4 separate regions of the Mus musculus genome follow, and regions 1, 3 and 4 are each linked to region 2. A link is a contact called in public promoter capture Hi-C data. All regions are on one chromosome and are shown on one strand. The core of a region is the stretch at or near the end of the contact, and the rest is flanking DNA. Distances in the headings are between cores, read along the strand shown.

Region 1 (3,022 bases), core at 12-2,511, 1.0 Mb before region 2:
ATGCAGCTGGCATGAATTAAGACATTTTTAAAATGTGTATGATACCTGATTTATAAGACTCTGTGAACAACAACAACAAAAATAGCTTGGTAATTTTAACAATAATTACGTTGAAATTGTAATGTTTTGGAATACTAGGTTAGATAAACACTGTCAAATTTGATTCTGGGATTGGGGAATGTAGCTCAATTTGGCAAGCAGGCATGATGTCCAGAGTTCCAGCCTCAATACTTCATAAACCGGGTGTAATAGTCCACACTTATAATCTCAGCTGTTGGGGAAAAAGAGGCAGAAGGATTGCATCAAGTCTGAGCGCAGTCTGCTCTACATTGCAAGTCCAGGCGGCCACTCAAAGGTAAAAGACAAAAAAAAAAAAAAAAAGGGGTGGGGTGGGGGAGCAAAAACTTATTTTTGAGTCTGGCTGGGCAGTGAGCATCTTCAATCTCAGCACTTGAGACCTGGGACGTAGGCGCTTGAGTTCAAGACTGGCCTACTTAAGACCATGTCTCTATATAAACGAGAGGGGTGGGGAGAACTAGTAGCAAAACTTATTTTCCTGTCTCTTTATTCTCCCGGTTCCCAAGGTCTTCCAATGGAGGCCAGGCTGGCTTTCAGTTTCCGATCCACCTGCCTCTGCTTCTCAAGTCCTTGGGATTACCATGTCTAGCTTCTTTTAACTTTATTTGAAAGGTGCCTACTGGAAAATGTGTAATTACGAACACGGTTTGCTCCGATAAAGCTAGCATGACGCATTTCTATTGGCCAGCGCGGGCGTAGACCAATACCTGCCGGGGCGCAGCGCTCGGCGGTCGGGCAGGATGGGGTGCTCCCACCCCCCTCGTTTAGCGAACGAGTAGGGAGGGCCTGCCGAGACTGTGCAGCCCAGTGGGTTGGCGGAGACACCGCGCACCGCAAACCGCGGACAGCCAGCCGTGCGGGAAGGGGCGAGCCGGCCTTCGCCGAACACTCGGGCCAGTGGCCGGATCCCAGAGCGCCGGCTCCCCACGCCCTGCACGGCCGGCCGCAGCCGCAGGCCCGTGGGAGGCCGGCCTACCCGGCCTAGGCACTTAGGCCCCGCGGGTGTCAGGAGAGCCCGCCAGCCTGGCCGGCTTGCTCACTCGTAAACCCCGGCTCACCTCAGCTGCCGGTCGTACTTTTGCTCCTTGAGTATCTTCCCTGGCTGCGCCATGGCCGCGCCTGGCCCGCGAACAGCAAAGCCGCCTAAGGAGGCCGCCACCCACTCGGCCTCACGCAGGCGCACTAAGCGCCCTCCTCCAGCGCGCAGCCAGTAGGGGGCGCCGACGCTGCACTGCGCACGCGTCACTGGGAAGCCGGGGGAAACCTGAGGTTGAGTTCCACAGAATGTTTCTCTCTCTCTACCTGCAGTAATTGTGGAGAACTCCGACTTTTAAATCGAGTGATAATCCTTATCACTGATAAACCTTAGTCCTCTTCTGGGTGAGTTCACCGTTCCTGAGACTCCTCCAAGAGGAACAATACACCAGCATACTTGTATATAGTATTCTATATAGAGAAGCTACCCTGATGGGTAGACAGAGGGGCCCCACCCCACGGCTTCCCTCCAAGAATTGTTCCCCGTGGTGACGCAAGGGAAAGGGGGTTTTGAACGAGATGAAACGGCATCAGGAGACAAATGAGAAGTGGACTTGGGGGACGGGAGGGTGTCTGAGAAGCAGCCAGAGTTGCCTGTGAAGCCCATGAACAAGGAGGAAATTAAAGCTATCATCGATTCATGTGACACAGGATGACTGTCCCTTGGTGGCCGATGCTAAGGAAGGAGCTTATGAGCAAGTTGAGGACAAGAGGGAAGAAGAGGCTTGCTGACAAGTAAGAATTGCTTTCCTCTATCCCAAATCCTAGAGGAGTCTCCAGATTCATGATTGCCAGATGCACTTGCACGTCCTGAGATTATTATCCCAGCACATGATGAGTGTACATCCACACATAAAATCCTTCCAGCCTTGTGGGGTGAGGGACCAAAGAGACGGCTCCATTTGACAGTAATATTGCAGTGCTAACAAATGCACTTCCCCTGGGCACAGTGTTAGGACACAAGGTGAGGGGACACCCTGCTGTGACCTCCCTCCCCCAACCCCTATGGAACCCAACTGATGGGAGAAAAGGGGCGTTAGGCGTTCCCAGCTCATTATGTGCTTGTGCATGTCTGTCAGTTGTCACATTCCCTCTCCAGTTAGACAGGTGAAACGTGAGCGATATAAAATACACCCAGGGAATGTGAGAAGGTCAAAAGTGAAAGTGAAAGTTCACTACATAGCCTTGCATACACCTTGGCCCCAGGAAAGGAAAGATGGACAAATGTAATTGGAAACAACAACATCAGGGGCCGAGGGTGCTGTACTGCCTGCGACTGTGTGATTTTGAGAAGCATTCAGTTGTTAGTAAGTGGACAAGGATACCTCAGAGCATGCACTTCTTACAACTTTTTAATGTTTATTGATTGGTGTGTGTGCAAGAATGCCATCATGCACTCGTGGAGGACAGAGGACCATTTGCAGAAGTCACTTCTCGTCCTCTTCAACACAGGTTCGAGGGATAAGCCCAAATCTTCCAGCTTGCTGAGCCATCTTGCCACCTCTCCTTTGAGGAAAACTTATTCTTAAATGTATGTGTGAGGTTGTGAAATATTCACTGTGGGAACTGAACTTGGATCCTCCGCAGAACAAGTGCTCTTAATTGCTGAGCCTTCTCCCCAGCCCTTTAAAAGAATGGGTGCAAAGGAAATGAAAGAAAAGGGGAAGAAAAATTAAAGAGGTTATCGCTGTAGTCACTTCGGTTAAAAGAATGAAGCAGGGGAGATGGAGAGATGGCTCAGCAGTTAGGAGCACTGACTGTTCTTCTAGAGGTCCTGAGTTCAATTCCCAGCAACCACGTGATGGTTTACAACCATCTGTCATGGGATCTGATGCCCTCTTCTGGTGTGTCTGAAGACAACTGCAGTGTATTCATATAAATAAATTTTAAAAAGAAATCTTTAAAAAAA
Region 2 (3,149 bases), core at 477-2,976:
AGTATTTGATAAGAAGTTTCTACATTGGGTGAATCACCCAGCCTCTTCCAGCTACAAGCCCCTTTCTTCAAAGGAATCCTTTAGGACTCAGAGATGGGAACTCATGTCTCTGTCCTTTACTACCATGTGCGTGGAGGGTCTAGAATTAGGGACATCTCTAGCTTAGTACATCTGCTACAGTTGAGCCATCTAACTTTAGATCAGTGGTTCTCAACCTTCCTAAAGCTGCAACCCTTTAAAACACCTTATGTTGTGGTGACCCCCAACTATAAAAATTATTTTCATTGCTGCTTCACAACTGTAATTTTGCTACTGTTGTTAACCATAAATATTTGTGGTTTTCAATGGTCTTAGGTGACCCTTATGACCGTCAAAGGGATGGTGACCCACAAGTTGGAAACTGTTGCTTTAGATTTATGTGTTAAGAAAGAGGAACTTGGGGGCTGGCGAGATGGCTCAACGGTTAAGAGAACCGATTGCTCTTCTGAAGGTCCTGAGTTCAAATCCCAGCAACTACATGGTGGCTCACAACCATCCGTAAAGAGATCTGATGCCCTCTTCTGGTGTATCTGAAGACAGGTACAGTGTACTTACATATAACAATAAATAAATCTTAAAAAAAAAAAAAAGGAAAAGAAAGAAAGAGGAACTTAGCTTTCTGTCACTCTTGTGTAAGAAACTGGTGCCCTGCCGGGCGTGGTGGTGTGCGCCTTTAATCCCAGCACTTGGCAGGTGAATTTCTGAGTTTGAGGCCAGCTTGGTCTACAGAGTGAGTTCCAAGACAGCCAGGGCTACACAGAGAAACCCTGTCTCGAAAAACCAAGAAAGAAAGAAAGAAACAAACAAACAAACTGGTGCCCCAACAGTGCTGGGGTGGGGTGTGAATGCAGGTTGGGGCCAAATACTTGTACGTGAATTTCTGATTTACAGAGCCACCTCTTGCTTTTCCAAACAGTCTTGAAGACTCTACACAGCCAGCGGTTCAGAGCTGGGAGGAACCTCTCGCTAAACTGGCTTAGCAATTCCCCAGGACGACCCAACCCTCAGACCAACACCACCAAGACACAACGATTCTAAAGCCCTTGGGGGAGGAGAGAAGCCTTTTCCATCTAACTTCCCTAGGCACTGCCACCCAACAGGCCTAGGGTTGGGCCAGGGGGAAGAAGCTTGGAGGCGCACTCGTCGCGCCGGCTAACCAATCCTCGGGGACCCGTCCTTCTAAATTATAGGACTAGCTCGACGAGGTTAGAGGCAACCCGAGCCCAGGTAAACCACTGCGGTTCTTGAAGGCTTGTTTACGTCTGGGCCCCCGCGCAGAGCCGCAGCTAGAGGCAGACTCCTTCCTGACATGCCCACCATCAATCAGCTCGCGGGTTCCCAGAGGCCTCGCGTGCCCTTCCCGGCTCAGGGAGGCCCCCCTCAGACAGCCCGGACCCGCGGCTCACCCTCGAGCGTCTCGCACTGCACCAGGTTGAGGTAGTCCGCCTGGCTGAGCACCCCGGCCTTCAGGCCGCGCACTAATCCCTCCAAGTAGCCATTGTCCACGTTGAAATAGAGCTCCGGGAAGAACGACATGGCTGCGGCGGGGGTGGGAGGCGGCAGGGGAGGCGGGGGGCGGCGGGACCAGAGAGCCCCGATCTGCCCGCACGCAACTAGACTCCCCGGATCAGCTGACGCGGCGGCCGCAGCGGGCTGTCAAGTGCGTCAGGTGACGCACCGCGTCTCACGTGACCGCAGTAGGGCCTGGCTCTTAAATGGCTCCAGTTTCCGGGCACCCTGGCACGCATGCGTTACTCTGGAGTGCCCGACCGGCTATAACTGCCCTCCCGGCGCCTGCGCACTAAGGAAAGGCGGCCCTGGAGCGCCTAGCGGAGAGCAAAGAAAGGTCGATGATGGAAATCGACCGCGTGGTGGTGCTAATACCCTCAGGATGCGAGGTGGGCCCTAAGTTGAGTTTTCCTGGGTTTGGCGCTTCTGTCTGGCTTCATTAGGGCCAGCCGGGTAAAGCTGAGCGGGTGTGCTATTCCTTAGGCTGTCGAGGCTGTCTCCTACCAGACAGAAACCGAGGTCCAAGGAAGAGGAGGGGAGAGTTTCGGAGCCAAATGGTTATCCTCCAACTAGACTTTACACCCGGTAAGCCGCACTGCGCCCGCTTTCCCGGCGTTTGTTGCACTAGTTCTCTAGGACCGGGGTGTGGCCTTCTGATTTCCCCAAGGGGCCTGGTGCCTTAAACTCGCCCATATATGTGGTTCAGATGATGGTGTAGCTTAGACCCCGAGGTTATGGTGTGTGTGGTTCCAGCATGACGACGCCCCGACAACCCTTCGACAGCCACGTTTGAAATAACCACAGCTTTAAGGTTAAACCGTCCCATCCTTTATTCTCATCCCCTGCCTTTGCCCAAACAACATCCATTGGCTAGGTGCGACTACAGAGGTTCGTGGCCGTACCCAGCTTGCGGCAGTAGCAAAAGGCATTGAAGAAGCGGCAGTAGCACGTAGCGCACGGGTCGCAGCAAGGTACCTGCTGTCCCAAGCAGGACTCGTGCAGCCTTACACAGCGACGCGGAGAACGAGACTCGCGGTTCTGTGGATCTAGCACCTGCATTCGTAGGGGAATAAGGTTCAGGAAACTCTCAAACCCCGACCCCAGTAGGGTGGCAGTGGACTGAGGTCAGGGAGGGGCTGCAGTTCTGCCCAGGTTGGGTAATCCGGAAGTGGGGAGAGATGATGGTATCTGATGCGCCCTACCTTCTACTTTATCCCTTTCCCTAATGAGTTACCTCCGCCAAAGCTTCTGCCTTCTGCAGCAGAACTTCTTCTGCTCGGTCTGCAGTTGTCTTCTTGAGGCCATTCAGACTTAGACCTGGGGCAGAAGATGTGAGGGCCACACCCACCATGCACCAAGTACCCACCTCCCTAGGTTGGGATTGGGATTGGGGAAGGAGGTCTAAGCCTGGGCGGGCAGGTCTGTGGCCAGCAATGGTCGTTGCCCCACATATCCCCAACCTGACCATACTCACCTGGGAACTCTGGGAACAGAGCCTGGTCAGGCCTTCTGATGCCCTTCAGTGGAGCCACGCCCATCTGGACCCCCAGTGTGGGAGGCAGTGCCAACAGCAGAACACAACTCAGCAACATTGCAGTCAG
Region 3 (3,293 bases), core at 302-2,801, 1.2 Mb before region 2:
CTCTCTATCCATTTTTCTCTCTTATCTAGTGTTAGAGGGTTGAAAGTGTGGAAGGAAAGGTATGGAGAAGGGTGGAAGAAAGAAGAACCCACTAAGTAGCCAAAAACAGCTACAGTCACCTCTGGTCTCTATCAGCACCCAGACACAAGAAAATGCACACACACACACACACACACACACACACACACACACACACACACACACTGTTAGAAAGGACAGATGTACAAAGTCCCCGTGGCAAGAGGAAGCATCAATTTTCCTGAGGGTGCAGTGGGAGGGATCATGACTAGTGATCTTAGCGCATCCGGGTGACAAGGAAGAAAGCATTAGTCTCTTAAAGAGCCTCACGATAGTTAATGGGGCAGGAGTGCAGACTTAGTGGTATTAAGAGAGCATCCATGATGGGCTAGCCGTGGGGGAGAACAAGGATAATTCCAGATCTCTGGTTAGTCCAGCACAGAACGAACCCAAGCCTTGGGCAGCTAACGAAAGAGGCCAGGAAGGAGGATGGGCTGGCTGAGGCCTGACAGGAGCGTGGCCTGTAAAATAGAGGAAGATGGGCAAGCCAAGAACTAGCGGGAGGGTGGCCTGGGAAGTAGTAGGAAAACTCTGAGAGGAGCCAAGAAGGGGAAAGCACTCTGAAAGAACTGATCTCGCCTGGTTAGAGCCAAGCCTGGAGAGGACTTAGCGGAGATGGGGGTGGGGTATGGGGGCAGTGTCCCTGTCCTGGAGTTGTCTAGGCAGTAAGTTACTTCGAGCTTAAAGAGCAGAACCGCTGAGCAAGGACAGGTGGTCGCTTTAGGGGGCGCTCAGGGCAGATAAGTGGGTCTGTGTCAGTCAGGACGGGGGGGGGGGGGGGGGGGGTAAGGAGTCAAACGACAAAAGAAGACTCCAGGCCAGCCACACAGAGCAAACAGAGAGCTGGAGTGCGAGGGGACTGGGAGGATCTGGGTACAGAATCTGTGTCACCCCGGGACGTAGCAGAAATAGTGAGTGCGGGAGGTGGGGAGGTAGGTGCTAGAAGGCTGCATGGGAAGGGGTGCGAGAATGGGGCAGAAGATAGGTGGGGCAGGTAAAGGAGGTGGGGGGGGGCAGTAGAGGGGGTGAAGAATGAGAAGTGACCGGAGGATAGAGGGCCAAGGATAGTCGGAGGGGCAGTGTAGTGCAAAGATTCATGGGTGGGGAAGTGAGAAGAGCAGGGTCGGAGGGACTGTGGGGTGCGCCGGGGTTGGTGGGCGGGACAGGATCGAGGGGGAACTGAGAATGAAAGGACAAGGTGCAGGGAAGGATCCTAAGGCTAGTGAAGAGGCAGAGGAAGTAAGTGGAAATAGAGAAGACAGAGAGAGACAGACTGGACTACATCTGAGGGGCAATGAGGAGTGGTTGGAAGGATGGAGCAGGATATGGGCAGGACGTAGGCAGAGGGGGAGTGGGGGAGGAGGAGATGGGAGGATCCACAGGACGGATGGGTAAGGCAGCGTCCACGGAACACGGGGGCTGCGTAGAGAATGGTCGGAGGGAGGATGGGCGGGGCAGGGTTCGAGGGGCAGTTGTGGGTGGGGATGGGGGAGGTGGGCGGGACAGCGGAGGATGAGTCCCCGGCCTAGTCTAACTCCACTTTTTCTTCTTCCGCACAGCGGGTTTCCGCTTCCCTCCAGGGCGGTGGGTGAGGCAGTGAGGCCCAGGCTCGACCAGATAGCGCCGCTATGTGGCCCCCGGACGCAGAGCCAGAGCCCGATCCAGAGTCCGCGCATGGCCCCCGAAGTGGCAGGACAGTGCCGGGACTCCGAGCCCTGTTGCCCGCGCGCGCCTTCCTCTGCTCTCTCAAAGGCCGCCTCCTGCTGGCCGAGTCGGTGAGTGCGTGTGCTCCCCGGGTGCGTGAAGCCCGGTACCCGCGCCCCAGCCTGGGGCCTTGCACCTCCAGCCCAGGAGAATTTGGACCACCGCCCCCAAGCTTGCTACGACTTCTCTGTAGCGGAGCTCGAGTCAGAATCAGGCCCGAGCCGTGTTCTTCCCGGATTCTCCAGTCTGCGAGGCCCTCGAAAGGGACCAGAAGTCAAGGGTTTGGGGTCCTGGTCCCCGCTGGAGCCGCAGCTCGGCTGCTGTGTGACCTCGAGCGCCTCCGCCCTCTCTGAGTCCCCGGGACTGCTGCGCTCGCTAAGCTTCTTCTGGCCTCGCCCGCCCTGCACACCCTCCCACCTCCTAGGCTGAGACCTAGCCGCCTGTGTGGTGAAGATCCTACGGAGTGGGATGTGCCCCCGGGGAGTGGGTGAGGCAGGGGCCACGTAGTGAAGACACAGGCGGACCACTGTTTCAGGGTGGCGAGCCTGCGGGGTGACTTCATGCCCTCCTTCCCCCCTCCCGCGCTGTACTCCTTCCTCCTCCCTGCTTGTCCCCACCCGGATAGGAAGGTCTCCTTTGTCCTCCCAACACTCATCATCACGTGTGGGGCGGGAACTGGCATGGAGCCTATGGAGATGGGGAGAGGGGTGGGAGGAGGGACGGTGGAAGGAGGAAACAGACCATAGTGACAGCCACTTGTTGCTCAGATACCTAGCAACTTAATATCCGACCTGCTCCCACTTCGAGTTGGGGATAGGAGAGACAGTGTCTTTAACTGCTAGGAAACTTGGCAGGTGACTCATCCAGTGACCTTGAGGATATCCTTGAGGGCAAAAGGGGGGTTCTGCCCCAGGACCTCTCCGTTGTACCCCAGGACCTACTAAGGAGCATCAACCCTGAGGTCTCCGGTAGAACCTAATACTTTGTTCCTAAATGAGGTGCCAAGCGGACCTAGAGCCCATTTTCTGGCCGTTTCAGATCTCTGGAAGCCTCTGGGAGGCGTGGGGCGGGTCTTTGAATCTACTGGCCACTGGCTTCAGTCCTACCTGCCCAGTACCCCTTCATGGAAAAGGAGTGAGTGCCAACCAGAAGTCACAAGATGTCCTTGCCCTAGCTGGGTGCCAGAAAGACAGGCCTAAGAAAATATGAAGGGTAGTAAGCTCATAGGGTATAGGGGAGCCTCCCCCAGTCATTCCTCCCCCTTGGTCTCATGCAAGTAGGGAGTCTGACCTGGATAGAAAGCTGGAGGAAGAAGCAGCCACCAAGAACTGGGGAGTGAGAAAACAGGAGTGGGGGAGGGAGGAGGTTGGGGCAGGGGAGTGCCACCAGAACCAGACTTTTTCTTTTTTTTTTTTTTTCAAATTTATTTATTATATGTAAGTACACTGTAGCTGTCTTCAGCCAGGCCAGAAGAGGCGTCAGATCTCATTATAGATGGTTGTGAGCCACCA
Region 4 (2,975 bases), core at 392-2,891, 1.6 Mb after region 2:
TCAGCACTTTAAAGCTCTTATAGAGAACCCAGGTTCAATTTCCAGCGTCTACATGCGGGCTTACAACTATATGGAGCTCAAGCATGATCATGGTACACATACACACATGCAGGCAAAAACCTCATACACATAGAATAAAAAAAAATAAAGAAGAAAATAGATGTTCATATAAAGTATATAAAATACCCACCGTAGCCTTTTCAAGTATCCAGAGATGAAATGCAGTGTGTGTACACGTGTGCATGTACGTGCACACATGGACATGTGCATGATGGAAAACTATTCAGCAGTAAGAATTAAGGAGTTACTGATACATGGATGAGTTTTGAAAGCATGACATTAAATGAAAGAAAAACCAGACACCAAAAAAATCACATACAATATGATCCGACTTATGTGACATGTCCAGAATAGTCAAGTTCAGACACAGATTGGGACAAATTGGACTTGACAGGGATGGAAGGGTCATGTTGCTAGGGACTGCTTGTGAATATAGGGGGATGAAGGCTTCAGTTAGTGGTCATGGCTGTTTAAGTATAGCAAAGGCCCTACACTGTAGGGCCTTTTTTTTTTTTTTTGGCTTTTCGAGACAGGGTTTCTCTGTATATCCCTGGCTGTCCTGGAACTCACTCTGTAGACCAGGCTGGCCTCGAACTCAGAAATCCACCTGCCTCTGCCTCCCAAGTGCTGGGATTAAAGGTGTGTGCCACCATGCCCAGCTCCTACAGTGTATTCTTAAAAGGGTGAATTTTATGATATATGAATAGAAGCACAACACTTTATTTTTAGACAGTGTCTGTCTATGTGGCCCTGCCTGTCTTAGAACTCATTTTCTAGACCAGGCTGGCCTTGAACTCACAGAGAGCTGCTTGCCTCTGTCTCCTGAGTGCTGGGGTTAAAGTTGTCTACCACCATGCCGGGATAGCATTCTCCTTTTCAAAGCTATTTTAATTTTGTGTATGTTGTCTGTGTGCTGGTATGCCCACATGTGTGGGTGCCTGAGGAGGCTAGAAGAGAGTGTTGGGTCTCCTGGTGCTGGAGTTACAAAAAGCCGTCTCAATAGGTGAGCCATCACATCTCTCCGGGCTCAACCATCCTTCTCTGTCGTTCATGCTTCGAGACTGGGATATAGCTCAGTGACAACAGGAGCTTACCTGGGATGCTCAGGACCCTGGATTCAACTCCCCTGCAAGTACTGCACTAAAGTAAAAAAAAAAAAAAAAATCACCTATTCAAAGCAGGGTGTGGAGTACCTAAGACAGGCCAGCCCGGAATTGGTCCTGGAAAGCAACAACTGGATCGCCCCAAGGGCAGTTTAATGATGGTACCAAGTGCAGAGTGTAGGGAGGGTCTAGGGAAAATTTGTCTCAAGTCATAATGAAGCAGTTCAGGGTCGGTGGAGGGGCAGCCAATACTATCCTGATCTGAAAAGGGGTGTAGGGGCAAGGTGTGAGCGATCTCCAGGAAGAACTGTGGAGGAGGGCTTCCAAAGGGGGCTTCCACATTGAGCAAGCTCCCTACTGCATCCTGTCCTCCGCTCAGCCTCTCCTCTGTGTGGACACCCATCAGGGCACCCACCTGTCAGCCAGTGGGACAGGGGCTTAGGCAATGGGGGCCTTCAGTGCACAGTGCGCATGCGTGAGTCTGACATCTACAGAGGCAGTTGGCATTGGCCCCATTCAAGCACTCCCCGAGGTCTACAGTGGAGAAGAGAAGGCTGCCAAGCCCCTGTGAAGAAGAAAGAGACTGTGTATCGTCCCAGCCCCTCGTGACTTCACACTGGGTGTGAAGACAGAATAGGATCCTGAAAGAGGCCGACTTTAACGAAAGGAATGAGTGTGTGCACTTTTGGACATGGCGTCTAGATGTCCTTCCAATTAAGCGGTGCACAGTAAGTTGGGGTGAGTCCTGGTGATGAAGGTGCCCTTCATGACCATGGGGAAGCTTGGAAATGGATACTAAGCACCCCTGGGGGTGTATTAATGCAAGTACAGAAGGACAACTCCACGCTGAGGGACACCCCTCTGGGGCTCAAAGCCTAGGGTTGAGCCGGAGAGTCTGATAATGGGCAGACACCCAAGGCCTGCTCTTGGAAGCCAGGATGTGTGTGGACTGCGCCCTCCCCGGAGGTTACCCCGAGTGCTGGCGCAGCTCTCTGGCTCAACCGCCCGAGCACTCACGGGGCTCCTTCCAGCCTTTATTGGGACATCTGCCACCTCCCAGGTCCTCCTCTTCCAAAGCCAAGAAGGGTCAGAGGAAGGGAGTGTCCCTGTATACCAACGTAGCAGAGCAGCTTCTGAAAGCTGAGGGGGGCCCCCAGGGAGAAAACATGGCCGTGCCAATTTTGAAAGGTCCCCAAACGACTTCTAAAAGCACCAAGGCCCATGAGTAAGACTGCGGTGCTGGATGGAACGCGGGGGCAGGAATGCTGCCCAGATCCCTGGCAGGAGCTGCGGGAAGAAAGCAGGCCAGGGCGCTGCCTCTGCAGCAGACGCATTGTCCCCCCTGTTCTGTGGGCTCTTGGGTATCTCTGTCCAGGCAAAGCCCGAGCCCACCCGTGGGCAGCTTCTAGCCTGCAAGGCTCAGCACCCTGCAGGATTCTCTTCCACACAGGTCCCTCACCTCTGGCTCCACGCCCAGCCAGTTGCCCACAGACTGGAAAACAAAGGAACACTGCCTTCCCTGGAGACCTGTGCTTAAGGGATGGAAGGGATGGGCCTTGGGCAGGCTGGGCGGATACTCTGTTGATTTTTTTTTTTTTTTTCCGAGTGCAGAGACTATGACAGCCAATTCCTGTTGGAAGTAGCTTTGTTTTCTTTGGATGGTGGAACACTTTTCCTTTCTCGTGACTGTGGCAGTTTTGGGTCATGTTTAGGATGGTGACTAGTTAGCCTAATTATGTGCCTTCCACAACCACGTTCTTAACCTTTTGGGGCACAGATGTTATTACAACCTTGATTGAGAAGAGGGGTCAC

What was found. Promoter capture Hi-C pulls out the DNA fragments that hold promoters and counts their contacts.
Region 1: a contact with region 2 is called in a promoter capture Hi-C map of pre-B cells, with 2.6 times the contacts expected there. The contact joins the promoter of Nae1 here to the promoter of Atp6v0d1 in region 2. A contact is called at or near these places in 1 of 39 promoter capture datasets (pre-B cells) and 1 of 9 other capture datasets (liver).
Region 3: a contact with region 2 is called in a promoter capture Hi-C map of stem cell-derived epiblast-like cells, with 3 times the contacts expected there. The contact joins the promoter of Cmtm3 here to the promoter of Atp6v0d1 in region 2.
Region 4: a contact with region 2 is called in a promoter capture Hi-C map of liver, with 3 times the contacts expected there. The contact joins the promoter of 4930517G24Rik here to the promoter of Atp6v0d1 in region 2. A contact is called at or near these places in 2 of 39 promoter capture datasets (both in liver).

The regions. Positions count from the first base shown.
Region 1 is chr8:104,533,376-104,536,397 of GRCm38.p6, forward strand. It overlaps Nae1 (NEDD8 activating enzyme E1 subunit 1), which reads right to left and starts at 1,262. Exons shown (of 20, transcript NM_144931.3): 1 at 1,137-1,262. The coding sequence starts at 1,189. It also overlaps a transcript of Car7 not described here.
Region 2 is chr8:105,564,338-105,567,486 of GRCm38.p6, forward strand. It overlaps Atp6v0d1 (ATPase, H+ transporting, lysosomal V0 subunit D1), which reads right to left and starts at 1,727. Exons shown (of 8, transcript NM_013477.4): 1 at 1,446-1,727. The coding sequence starts at 1,575. It overlaps Agrp (agouti related neuropeptide), which reads right to left. Exons shown (of 5, transcript NM_001271806.1): 3 at 3,023-3,149; 4 at 2,783-2,865; 5 at 2,358-2,601. The coding sequence ends at 2,419. Gm38250 (predicted gene, 38250) reads left to right here and starts at 1,843. Exons shown (of 4, transcript NR_168532.1): 1 at 1,843-1,937; 2 at 2,032-2,133.
Region 3 is chr8:104,339,043-104,342,335 of GRCm38.p6, forward strand. It overlaps Cmtm3 (CKLF-like MARVEL transmembrane domain containing 3), which reads left to right and starts at 1,552. Exons shown (of 5, transcript NM_024217.3): 1 at 1,552-1,853. The coding sequence starts at 1,707.
Region 4 is chr8:107,203,689-107,206,663 of GRCm38.p6, forward strand. 4930517G24Rik (RIKEN cDNA 4930517G24 gene) reads left to right here and starts at 1,642. Exons shown (of 3, transcript NR_166499.1): 1 at 1,642-1,901.